2 separate regions of the Bicyclus anynana genome follow, and region 1 is linked to region 2. The links are chromatin contacts, called in public Hi-C maps. All regions are on one chromosome and are shown on one strand. Each heading gives the region's core, a stretch centred on a gene start, on an enhancer-like site or on the middle of the called end of the contact. The rest is flanking DNA. Distances are from core to core; before and after follow the strand shown.

Region 1 (6,673 bases), core at 1,152-3,651, 99 kb after region 2:
AATCGCATTAGATCGTTGATCATATACTTTGACAGAAAAGTAACGTCAAGCGAGGCAGGTCCTATACAATAATTGGTCTGAGGCTACAGAAGACGTCGTTCTTCTAAGACCTAAAAATCTAAGCCTTAGAAAAATGGCTTCATGAAAAATTATAATTGTGGTGAAGGGGACTATGATTTTGATATGTAAATGAAATATACGGTAGAACCCATTATTAACATAGAGTATACAAAAAACTATGGTCATCGATATCAACATTCAATTATGTCAAAATAATGAGATTTTCAAATTTATAAGATTAGTTCAATAAATAAAGCGAATTGACGTAACATGTTACACATTATGGTTTATTGAACTAAACTCTCTGATATTGGACTCCTAATTCGATTTCCTATGAGATTTTATACGTACTCGTATAAAAGATGGTGGTCCATTCTAGACCAAATGTTAAAATTCAAAAATAAACAGAAATATTATTCAAAATAAAAGAATTGAATAAATTTAACTATTGTTCTTGCGCTGTAGCATAGTGCAGGTGACAGTTGCCTGTATGTTGTTCATCAAACTATTATCGTGAATCGCGGCAAATTTTTAAGAGTGAAACGATCTCCGAACCATGCTACTGCGCATGACCTTTAAATAACATGTAAAAACATGAATTATACCATTTTCCTCCCTTTGGCTATTTACATTAAGGGTTATATTCAAAAATCCTTTCTTTAAACCTAAATGTTATATTTTAAAACTATCATAGATTTTTATGTTTAGGTTGTTTTTTGTTGTTAATATCGGTGACTATAGATGCGTATTATAGTTATGTGCATGTTATTATATTATCGTACCATATCTTTAATCATAATAAATATTTTTTATAGCAAACAATAAGGAGCTTTTCCGCAAGCGCACACTTCGACGAAAATCCGTCGTTTACTTAATATTATAATATGTAACCACCTATTTCAAAAGTTTTATCGCAATAATTATACTGCCAATCATTTTAATATTATATTAATAGATAACCATATGTAACCACCTTAACGGACACTATAAGTATATTACACAATGAATATCATAAATTCATGTCCGAATGATGAAAACCTATCAATCAAATTAGATTATGGTAACACAATCTAAACGAAAACTTGTGTCGCAATAATATACTGCCATTCGTTTGTAGTGAAATTATTATATAAAAAAACCACGTAGTTTATCTTTAGTGTTTAAGTACTCTTTGGAATTGATCAGTAGCTATATAGTGATATAATCAATAATTAAATCGCTTTACATCTGTTATTGGATGTAACTGAGAGAGACCAGAGTTGTTCTTCGTTATGCAGCCTTCTGTGATAACTTTTGGAATGTATTCGTGGTCACATCTGCGCACCACGACATGGAAGATATTGCCAAGATCCCCGATCTGACATTAAGCTTACTCGTATTTTCACAAAGATGAAACCTTAGGTTTTCAGTAGCGTCTCATGTGCTTTGAATACCTGCGCCTTTGTAGAGACTTCCTCTGTGACACCAGATGACAAAGGTAACTAAAAAGGGTTACGTATTACGTAGATTAAATTCACATGGTCGATTTTTATATATATATATTGAAGAATATAATTCTGAAACAGTACCAAAGACTTTACTTTACTTAGTGTTTAGACAATTTAAAGCCCCACTAAAAATAACCCTTACCGCAGATGTTACGCGATTACTCGATGACGACTAAATCACACATTTACAGAAGGAATATATAACTCCGTAAGCCGGATCTCGTATTAAATGTAGTAAAAAGAAATTAAAAATAAATTGTTTCGGAGTTCCTTCTCTACAAAGTGAGGATGACTTTTTTATAGTCTATCCCATGGTGTGGGGTATCTTTATCGGTATTTTTTAACATTACATAAGTGGTTAAAGTGCTAACCTAATTTACGGAACCCTACACTGCGCGTGGCCCGACACGCACTTTTCCGGTTGTTTTGGTTACCTTTCTCACCTGGTACTAGCCAAGGTCTATAGCCTGGTACTAGCAAAGCTCTTAATTCTCTGCGTGTGTGAGTCAATCCGCAATGGGCCAGCGAGGCGGACTATTGGCCTAAGCCCTCTCATTCTGAGAGGAGACTCGAGCTCAGCAGTGAGCCGAATATGGGTTGATAACGACTAGCCAAGGTATCTCAAAGCAATTCTACACAAAGACGCAGGTTTTCAAAGCACATGGCACTACTGAAAACCGGGTTTCATCTTAGTGAAAATAAACTGTGTCAGATCGCTCTGGGAACTTACTCTAATAATATACTCGGTACATACGTCATTAACTTAATTGCAGTAAGCATATCAATACTTATTCAGACAACCGGACAAGTTACTTGTGGAGTAACGCAAATCCTGAGAATACGCAGACATGACCACGTGGCTCTTTACTGGCCAACGATAAAGCCGACGCGCGTCTGTAATGTGTGATCGTATGACTACTTACTTACTCATTGAATATAGATACGAAAAAGCTAGATGAAAAAGTTTCAATGCATTAGCATGCTCTACTTTCCCATTTTAATGGAGAAATTTCACAATCACGTTTTCGCCTTGTTATTTCCGATGTAGTGTTGTGATAGTTATCGAAGTACACAAAGTCTGGATAGTATTTAAAGAAATTGATAGATTTAAGAATAATCGTTGTTCATACGCATTTGGTTAGTATTAAGACGTAATACAAGAAGACTGGGAACACGACCTGGGGGTTAATGAACTATTAAATGTAGGCGAAGTGTAAGAGTATGGTGAGATTGAGTTATATAATGGTAAAGTCTTTGAGCGTGTATTCGACAAAATATTATATTAATAAATAATAATTAATCAGTAGTGTCAGCTTTTAAAAATACACGTGCAGTATATTATCTATTAACGTTTTACAAATAAAACTAAATAGTGGATTCGTAGATTTATTTTTGCATTATTATGCAATTGATAGTGGAGCACCTTAACTGCAAACCCAAGTAGTTGTAATTTTTAATCGTGTTTTTATTCTAGTCTTAATAAATAATAACTAATTACCTAAACGGCGTACTTTGCCCTACCATTTCTCAAAAAAAAAAGAATAGTGATTCAGCCGTCGTCCATTTAGTTACGAGTTAATTAATTTAGATTATTAATTTTTAACGAGCGGGGCCAATTTTATTTGTACTGTTGTTTTTCAGTTTCATTGAATACGATAGTTTAAGGTGGAAAGTATTTGGCTAAATGTTGAGGTATAATATGATAATTTTTAAAATTAAGAAGTATGACTGAGTACACAAATGCGATGAATATAGATTTAATTACTTTATATCTACTCTATACAGCAATCGGCAAGAGTGTTTGTGTATTCAGGGAAACGCTATGCTTTCAATGTTAATGATATAATAAATACTTAATTCAGACAGTCGTATGTGAACTAAGTAGTTATTATTTCATTTGCTAAGCTGAAACAAAAGAATACCTTTAAAATATGGTATACAAAATATTTTAAATAGCTCTGTTTGAAATTCCTTGTGAGATTCGATAATGGAGACGTTTCATAATGTATTAACATGGTGAATTGATATTTAAGTAATATACAAATAAATATCAAAACTATTAAAGTTGTGAAAAGAAATTATACCTAAATGAGTCGATAAATTACTGAGAAACACATTATAAAAGCATACAAATTTGTACGTGGACCTATTGTGGCCTTAATCGCCTGAGACATCATATACCTACCTTTCTGTATAATCGTGAAATCTAAGAAACTATTAAGCCTAATTCAAAATTTTAGATTTATTATAGTGTATCAGCGGCGAAGAGTCCATATCGATCGATTTCCGTCGGGTCTCCTTTTAAAACTCCATACATACATATTCATTATGAAAATATACGTATGAGAAACCGAAGTTTGTATCAAGCGGTATGAATTTCCTCTTCTTTGGGTTAGAATTCCATCCTTCGCCACTGTAGTGTATAACTAGTTAGCTACTTCATGGCCACAATTTGTCCGCGTGAAATATCGCAACTTTGAAGCCCCATAAATTTTATAATTTTAGGTGTATAAAGATTCGTTTTACATTAATTTTACTATAATAATTGATGAAATATTAAAGATTTTGGTAAACTTCTCCATCGAGAGAGTGACTAACTAGTAAATCGTGATGTCTTCCACCTGGCATAAAAAAATGATAAATTTTTGTGCAAAATTAACGTAAATAATAATATTAAAAAATGACATTTTTTATACCATTCCGATATCATAATATAAGTTACACAGTTATGTATATATATTACTAGAAAAGTACGTATTTTCTTCAATTATGTATCATTTTATTTTTATGTTAAAGAATTAAATTACCATATTATATTATTTTTGTATTAACGATAGTTACATTTATATTAATAATATTAACTATTATTTGATGAAATTAGCATTATTCAATAGAATTGTAAATTGTTTTTATTAAACTATATTACGGCATCGTTTAGTACTTACTACTATTCGTCTAGTCTGTTAGAATAGCATACACCTAATACTTAATATTTATATTGACTATAGATATGACTTATTCTGTAAAAGCAGTCTATTTCGATTGTTATAAATTACTATCGAGAATGATTGATTGTATTTTCAAAAATATATCTTTTATCTTTCTGCTTGATAAAATATCTCTTGTATATATATTATATTACTATACAATACCTATAAAGTCAGATCATGTATATAGAAGTAACCTTTTAAAAATCACTGTATTACTTATATGTAACACAATTAACCAATAATAAATGTGAATAAAAAATGCTTGTGGTTTTATGCTTATTAGTCCCGCATGCTTATTTTATTAGTTCATTTTTAGTTTTATTTGAGTGAGGCCAGCTTTGAGCCAATTTACACAGAACGCCAATGCAAATGCTATCATGATGTAACGATATAGCTCTTTGCCTGATCACTACTTAGTATCTAATCACAGAATAGTAGAACTAAAAAAATAATACCTTTATTAACGAAAGACTAACCTGAATTAAAATACGTAGCTAATTGCAATTGTAGATTCATTTCACTAACTAAATATCTAATAAAGTAGATGTAACAGAGTGCAGAAGTAATTAAAAGCTGGTCTACTTTAGTCCGTTTTAGTTTGTTTTTGTTTTTATTTAAATGTCCTATTCCCGTCCCGGTAGCGTGGGTGAGGGTTGGTGCGGGCTCCGCAAGACTGAGAGCGTCCCGCCGTCCGTGGGCGGGAGACTGGCGCCGGAGCTCCGCGGTCGCACGCAGCGCCCACATGCCAAGGCCAACACTATCAACCTGCCCTCCAGCGCGCGGGACGACTACAAGAAGGCCTCTGCCAACGTGAGTTCTCGCGGCGCCTATTCTCTATGATCAACATCAACTATACCTATCATACAGCAAGACAGCAATACTGTTTGGCGGCAGATAGTTCGTCTGCCACGTAGAAGTATATATAAAAGATAGTGAGGTTTGTTACAACACTTGTAACTCGAGATCTTCTGGACTGATTTGGCTCAAAATTGGTGAAGAAGTAGCTGAGAGCCAGGAAAAGGAAGGAAGGGGTAGGGTTGAGTAGGGGTATGATACGGTTGGTAGAGGGTGGGAGTATGAAAGGGTAAATGTAGGGTAAGGGTAGAGTAGTGGTAGGGTAGGGGTAGGGTAGGAATAGGACAGGGGTAGGGAATGTGTCAAAGCGAAGCTTGACCGGGTCCGCTAATAGAAGTATAAGTACTACTAGTAAAACTCCTCACTGCAAAACTTCATGATGGCCAATTCTGTTGTCAGTCCAATTGTGGAAGTGGAACAGACAAACTTACATTCACGTTTTTAATTCTACTTAGCTATTATGATCTTTAATGTCCCAGCTTTGAAATTTCAGTGCCTTTCATACACAATAGCCAAAGATTTTATATTAGAAATTGCTTGGAAATTTTATTATCTTATCAATGGGAATTCTTAAAATATAGGAGTGGGGATTTGGAGGATATAATGTTAAATGAATTAACGACTACTACTAGATTTAATAATGACCGGCTGGCACACTGACGTGCTCTCCGAGGCACGGGCGTTTAACAACACCGAAATCCCCCTGACCGAAAAGGACCCTTGACCTTGACCCCTTGAATTGACCCAGGACTTCTCATGACCCCTTAATATCTCCTAGGTTTAAGAACTACTCGTAGACTCAACAACAAAAGGTCAAGGGTCAGCTCTGCCCTGACTGTTATCGGACCCACTGCTAAGGACTACTAGTTGGCGAGGATAGCGAATATTAGTCTTATTTAAAAGATTTGACAAATGTTTTTTTAAACCAAAAATAAACTAGAAACTTCCAAATTCCGAATAACTTTCTTGTATAGAAATCTCTAAACAGAATGGCAAAATTAATACATAATAAAATACATTTTATTTATTTTCGCTTATATGGGAGATTGGTGCACAATACTCCATGGTGATCATTATTAACCAACTATCTAGCACGCAATTACAAGGACTGCCAACATAGAGTTCTTGCGCCCGCTTCAAACTGTTCTATGTATAACAATGTCACTGCAACACCATTTCATGAATCGAACTCAAAGTCAAAATTCTCTCTTCTCATTGGTCGATTCAGTCACGCGATACTCAGCCAATATCGCTTTTAAAAAAAGGGACTTGATCAACCTA
Region 2 (7,166 bases), core at 3,125-5,624:
TCGCGCGTCGCGGTCGCCAAGAACGGAAGGCTACCTTAATGGTCTCCCGTAACAAAGTGGTTGATTGACATATTTCTTAACAGATTTATAATGGCCGAGTTGCTGCAGACAGAGCGCGCTTACGTCAAAGATCTGGAGACCTGCATCACGTGCTACTTGCGCGAAATGAGAACGGATCCCGCCGCCGTTCCGACTGCACTTCAAGGGAAGGCAAGTACATAGGTTTCATCTTAAATTAATTGTATCATCATCAACAACCCATATTCGATTCATTGCTGAGCTCGAATCTCCTCTCAGGATGAGAGGCGTTAGGCCAATAGTCCACCACATTGGTCCAATACAGATTGACAGACTTCAAACACGCAGAGAATTGAGAAAATTCTCTGGTATGCAGGTTTCCTCACAATGTTTTTCCTTAACCGTTTGAGACACGTGATATTTAATTTCTTCAAAATGCACGAACTGAAAAGTTGGAGGTGCATGCTTCGGACCGGAATCAAATCCACTGCACTATCAAAGGCTCTTTAATTAATTGTAGCATTTAAAGGAAGGACTCTACTTGCCGAATTTGCTCGGTAGACTCTGCTGCAGTACTGGGAGAGTCAATTCTTATAATCTACAGTCTAGTGGCAATGGAAAGTTTCAGGTTTGCATCCTTCTCAAATGCGTCTATCTTCTTTTTGTCCATTGCTTTTATCGTCAATGCCTCGGAGGGTCGGATCATAGATATTTTAGTATCATTTAGGTTAACACCAAACAATTATAATAAATAAGTTAAAACATCCCCACCAGGAGGAGCTAATATTTGGGAACATAGAGGAGATACACCGATTCCACGAGCGCGTGTTTCTACGCGAGCTCGACAAGTACGAGACAATGCCGGAGGACGTCGGCCACTGCTTCGTGACGTGGGCGCGCGAGTTCGACATGTACGTGTCTTACTGCCGCAACAAGCCCGACAGCAACGCCGCCGTCGTGCAACACGCGGGGGATTACTTTGACAGGTAAAACTGCTTTCATTATGAACTAAAAGGTCCAAATATTATTTAAACGGGTACATACCACGATAAAAGACGAAATTTTTAATGTCGATACTTCAACCCAGTTGCATGGATCGTGTTCACGACGGGACTAAAGTTGCGAGATGTGAAGTGAAATCAGCTGTCGGGAAGATGGTTTCAAACTAGCCAGCGAGTGGAACCCGGTGGTAGAATTGTGCAAACCAATAGGGCGCCGCGAAACGCATAGTAACAAAAGCGATGTCGTGAGTGTGGTTTGCCTAAACAGCCTAAAACGCGAGGTTGTTGAAAAAAGAAAAAGAACAAGAAAGAGGGTAGATCGATTCTGCCCCTAACAGCAGATTTCACTTCGCATCTCGCAACTTCAGTCCCGTCGTGACCACGATCCATGCAACTGGGTCGAAATATCGACATTAAAAATCTCGTCTTTTATCGTGGTATGTACTCGTTTAAATAATATTCATAGTCAACAACCACGAAATAAGTTTAAAATCAATAAAAGATCCAAAGTTGGATGGAGCCCAGGATCAGTCAATGTACCCGGGCGGAAATAAAAGAACATGAAATTTTTATCTACGAATCTACGAATTTACATTAATTCTTTCAAAATAATATTAATGCTCTCCCAAAAAATGCAACACAACAAAAAATGTCAATCGATTTGACGTTTGCTGTCAATTGTCATGTCATAGTTGCTTTAAGGACAATATGGGGTTTTAATATTATTTATTTCCTTTTACTTAGTTAGATATATTCACCTGATTAGATTTCGATGATATCTCTAAATTTTTTAAATTTTAATGATACGTAGTACAAGAGTGGACCTGAAATGGACCATCTCCTTTACTTTACTTTGGCAGGTAAAATTATTTTTTGCTTCAAATTTTCAAAATAAAGTCAAAGACTTATTGTAAAAAAATGGCGCGCGTGTCATACTACAATTTTTGTCAAATCTAACTAAGTGAATCTATATTAATAATCGATTTTGATTTTTCAGAATTTTAATGTGTATGTATTTAACAGGGTACAACGTAAAAAGAAACTGGAGCATCCTTTGGCGGCCTATCTTATAAAGCCGGTGCAAAGGATAACCAAATATCAGCTATTACTAAAAGACCTACAGGCTTGCTGCGCCGAAGGACAAGGAGAGATTAAGGTATGATTAAGAAATTAAATATCACGTGTCTCAAAGGGTGAAGGAAAACATCGTGAGTGAACATGCCTGAGAATTTTCTTAATTCTCTACGTGTGTGATGTCTGCCAATCCGCATTTGGTCAGCGAGGTGGAATAAGGCCTAACCCCTCTCATACTGAGAGAGACTTGTGTTCAACAGTGTTCTGAGTATGGGTTGTTAATGATGATGCTCAAGATCATTGCTAACTTCCAATTAGGAGACATACCATTTAGGATCCAGCATGTTACGTAAAAAAACTTAATGACCTAAAAATAATTAGAATGCTCTTTTAATGTGTGTTTTTGGTTGAAAGCATGCATTTTTTGTAGTAGAAACTTTCTTATGCAACAGCTGTAAATAAACTGAAATTAAACCAGTCGGAAACTAATATCACCAAATTGGATAATTCTTGGTTTTATGTATTTGTTATTGTTAGAACGACGTTTGTGTAATATAGAATTTTTAAAAAATAATAAAAATGTCTAAAAAAACTTTTCTATACTCCCATTCAAACCATTCGTAATTATACTTATAGGGAGCGTAGGAGGTTTTTAGGTTAAGGCAGGGTAGGGGTGAGATAGAAGTAGGGTAAAGTAGATGTAGGGTAGGGATAGGGAAGTGCTCATAATTTTTTTTCCGCACACCGGATTCGCTAGTTATTTAATAAATGACACTAATTTAGACATTGCAAGGGCTCGTTCATTAAATCTGGGCCCAGGATTGGATGAATAATGGTCGGTCTTCTATCGTAAACCTGTAAACAGAAACCTACTGAAAGTGGAAATACCTATGCATTACTAACGCTAACGCTTTTTTAATGCAAAAGGAAAAAAAAAACCATTAGGCTTTTACTCTTACTTTGTTCGATCTGTTTTGGTGTTTCCTTAAAATAACATTACATAAGACAAATCGTTAGGTTTAGCTATACGAGTACCTGCGTCACTTAAACACGTTATCAACTCATGTTTTCAACTCACCTTCAGTGATAAGACTTCGCGATTAGATAAAGGCGGCCCTATCGAGAATTCCCCTCAATATCTTGAAGCAAAAATGTTTACGTGTTAAATTTTCTTGCGACAACTGTACTATTTATTTTTACTGTGTTATTTCTACTAAGACAGGAGAAAATCTCCTGGTGAGTGTATTGACGTATTCGTATGCTATGGTATGACGTGAAAAAGAAGCAATGATGTTTTCTTTTGATTTTTCGTTGCTCAATAATATTTAACAAAAGTTTTATACATTTATCACTAAATACTTGTTACGTCTTGAACTTTATCAATGCAATTTATTATTTATTGTATGTGTATATTTTACCGACTGATTTGCCAGAACACTTATTCGTAGGATTAGGAAGGAAATAGAATGTTGTCCTATTCTGTGTTAGGATTTATTTTAGACACTGGTATACAAAATACTAAAAAACATGTGTGAGTCGGGACTAAAACTGAATAATGTATATTGAAAAGACGATTAGAATACCTATACTTAAGTTCTCATGAACTTATATTTTAGCAAAATATTCGAGTTGGATGTTTTGAGACGCGTTGACGACGTCATCACTTATCTAAAGCTGCACCGGGAATGAGAAGAGGTTTACTGTTACTCATAAAAATACGTAGAACGTTATGATACATTACGATATTATTGCCTTGTTGTGTGTGTGGGGATTTTTTATAATAGGGGAATTTGTTAAGTACATTGTTGAAGTACGAGTAACTTTATCAGGACGTCTGAAAATTGATTTCCAGTTCTTATTCTATTAAAATCTGTACGTTTACTTAGAAATTGTATATTATAATAGGAAATTCTAACTAACTTTACGGTGGAGGTTTTGATATTTTTTTTTTCTAAACTTTCTAATTACACTTACAATATTAATATCAATTACCTCTGAGGTATATTTTAATGTTTCAGTCGATATAATTGAGCACAATTGCTTTATAAAAAGCTTGAGCTTCATTATAATGTCGTCTAGGCACGCCACGTGATATAATGCTATTAGGTTGTCGACGCCCACAACATTGATGGCTTGTCCAATTCCATTTGCTAGTTAAGCCACAAAATCAATGACGAAAAGTTGATTCAAAGTATAAATAAGGGTATTTTTACCCTACGTGTAGACCGGTGACTTATCTACATCCTAATGAGGTTTGGTGTTTTGTGATAACACAAAACCATTACGCATAATCGGTTCGAGAAGTTCACATCACATTAACATTTGCTTGCGTTGAACGTGATGTTTCAAATTAAACTAAACTAGTCCACTGTTTATTTTAAATGAACGATTAGTATTATGGACTAATATTTTCCTCATGATTCATTGCCATGTATCACAGCCGACCCGAGTCCACATTAAGTGCAATATTCCGCTAGTGTAGAACTGAAGTGATTTTTAGTGAAAATATTCAAGACATGTTACGGTTTATGCGTTTGTGTTTTGTGTAGTTTTAATAATGTTGAAGTACATTAATAACTATCGCACGAACAAGATTGGACCCACTTCAAACGATGAAATCGTATGTATAATATTTTTTGTATCATTTTGGATAAATAGGTATGAATTATTCTCGAGTTGTTTACAGGCCTTACGAGTATATAAGAAGATGCGATATTTCTTGCTGTGCATTTTTCAGCGTTTGATTGCCTATATTGTGTTTATATTACATAGTAGAGCAAAGGTTTTGTTCATAAATCATAGCACACCTAAATAAATAAGGTAAATTATTATTTATTATGTACCTGGGTATAACGTTAAATACAGTTAGGTAGGCTGTAGAAGAAGAAAAAAATGTGGTGATTTGAATAAGGTCGTTTGGTATAGCTACTTCATATCTTAAAAAAATCCAACTTCGTAAACAGGGAAATTCGGTAAATAAATATCGGTACACAATGTCACACTGAGTCGAATCTAAAGATAGCTCATATGCCGAAAGGTTTATAAGCAGTGCAGTATCAAACAGTAAAATGTATGAAAATGGTTGAAAGAGTTTATGAAAATCACTATTTATTAAAAACCATCTTTTATAGTTTAAAGTTGTTTAAATTTATTTATATACAATTTTGCCCTAAAAATTACACCATTCCATAGACACCGGCAAGTAAGTTGCAGCATAGAGACAGTTATATGCGCAGGTAGAATTAGAAACATGAGTTTTAAATGCGTGTTTCTTGGTTGTTCAAATGATTGAAAATTTCGTACACGACTGTAATGGCGTCAATGTGTTGCTATAGTTACTCGTAGCATCTCAGTACCGTACATCGCTAACACCCTAAAATGTGGTACTGCATCAGTGGCGTAACGCACCTTGGGGAGGGAGGGGGGTCTGTATCACAAACAATCAATCAAAACATCGTGAGAAAACCTGCATACCAGAGACTTTTCTTAATTCTCTGCGTGTGTGAAGTCTGATCCGTATGGGGCCAGCGTGGCGGACTTTTACTCGCACCAACTTTTGGGCGCACGCTTAGGCAAGGAAATAAGTGAGACTGTGGATATAACATTTTACTAGACTTTTCAACTTACTTTGATACGGTGGTAGCTACGCTCCTGTACTGCGCATAGTTCAACTAACAGGCCGCTTATTAATCTATCGTGACCGCTGAGTAGCGTAGATCTGTTCAAGCGTACATCTTACACGTATGTAACATAACGTATTGTTCACAGGACGGTTTGGAAGTTATGCTGTCCGTACCGAAGAAGGCGAATGACGCGATGCATTTGTCAAACTTAGAAGGCTGCGATGTCCCACTGGACAGCCTCGGTGAGGTGGTGCTACAGGACTCGTTCCAAGTGTGGGACCTTCGGCAGATAATCAAGAAATGTCGCGAAAGAAGAGTCTTCCTCTTCGATCTGCATCTACTCCTCGCCAAGGAGGTCAAAGACACCCACGGGAAAGCTAAATACATATACAAAACTAAATTCATGGTGAGTATCATTAAATCTGCTTCATTTAAAAAAGAACAAAGGCACCCAACAATATATCGGTGGCGGAACTACTTCTGTAATAGTAGAAGCAGTGTAGGCATTTGTGGTTATTCTAACAGAATTCAATGTGACATGTGTTTGTTTAGGCTATGTAGATGCTACTAAACTTGACGTTCATCTGTTTTCATCATAAAAGGTTTTTAAAATAATCTCATCTATATGTTATTATTTATAAATCAAAATCAAAATTCATTTATTTAATGTAGGCTCAGTTAACAAGCACTTTTGATACGTCAGTTGACTATTTGTAAAGCTTCTATCACTGGTTCGGAAGGCAACCTGCCTTCCGAACCAGGCTGCTGAGAAGAAACCGGCATAAAACTCAATAGTTGAAATCAACAGTGTAAAGGTATATACAAATTAGAAAAAAAAAACTCTAGTGTAACAAATAATTTAGCACTGAAAATAAACTTCTAAAATCATTAACAGGGAAATTAAAAAAAATTCTACGTCTGTCTTTCGTTTGTTCACGATAAAATCGCATGATATTGAACGAGTTTTTAACGTAGTCAACTTGTGGAAATAAATCTTGTTATATTTTGAATTGAATTGAGAATATATTCGTGATGAATTTTGCGTGATATCTTCTTAGATTAGCCGTTTAAGAAAGTCATTTATTCCTGGTAAAACGTTTAATTGAACTTTGTGATTTTTGTGAACTTTCTGTTTGAACGATGTACGAAGTGTTCTACTACTGTTGGTTTTATTGCAGACATCGGAGCTAGGCGTGACAGAACATATAGAAGGTGACGAGTGCAAATTCAGTGTATGGACTGGCCGCGAGCCGATGGCCAGCGATTGTCGTATCGTGCTAAAAGCTCCTTCTCTTGACGTCAAACAGACCTGGGTGCGACGCCTTAGGGAAGTCATACAGGTAACATCAATAAGATCAGCCTCTTTGAGGTACTCATACACCCAGACCCAGGATTTTACTACTAGTCCAGTAATAAAATCCTGGGCACGAGGCAGTTAAAAAACATATTC

The links. Hi-C and Micro-C count contacts between places; a contact is called where the count stands out from the background.
Region 1: a Hi-C map of whole larva shows a contact between it and region 2, with 2.7 times the contacts expected there. The contact joins two enhancer-like sites. A contact is called at or near these places in 2 of 2 Hi-C or Micro-C datasets (whole body and whole larva).

What each region holds. Positions count from the first base shown.
Region 1 is chrZ:5,325,695-5,332,367 of ilBicAnyn1.1, forward strand. LOC112042907 (kalirin) reads left to right here. Exons shown (of 46, transcript XM_052890747.1): 41 at 5,179-5,347. Among protein-coding and RNA genes, the nearest start is that of LOC112042914, 17 kb to the right of the region's middle. Within about 2 kb of position 2,402, at least 1 of the 8 cell types and tissues checked has open chromatin away from gene starts, as enhancers often do.
Region 2 is chrZ:5,224,752-5,231,917 of ilBicAnyn1.1, forward strand. LOC112042907 (kalirin) reads left to right here. Exons shown (of 46, transcript XM_052890747.1): 23 at 84-210; 24 at 793-1,004; 25 at 2,043-2,175; 26 at 5,862-6,122; 27 at 6,895-7,056. Among protein-coding and RNA genes, the nearest start is that of LOC112042907, 55 kb to the left of the region's middle. Within about 2 kb of position 4,375, at least 1 of the 8 cell types and tissues checked has open chromatin away from gene starts, as enhancers often do.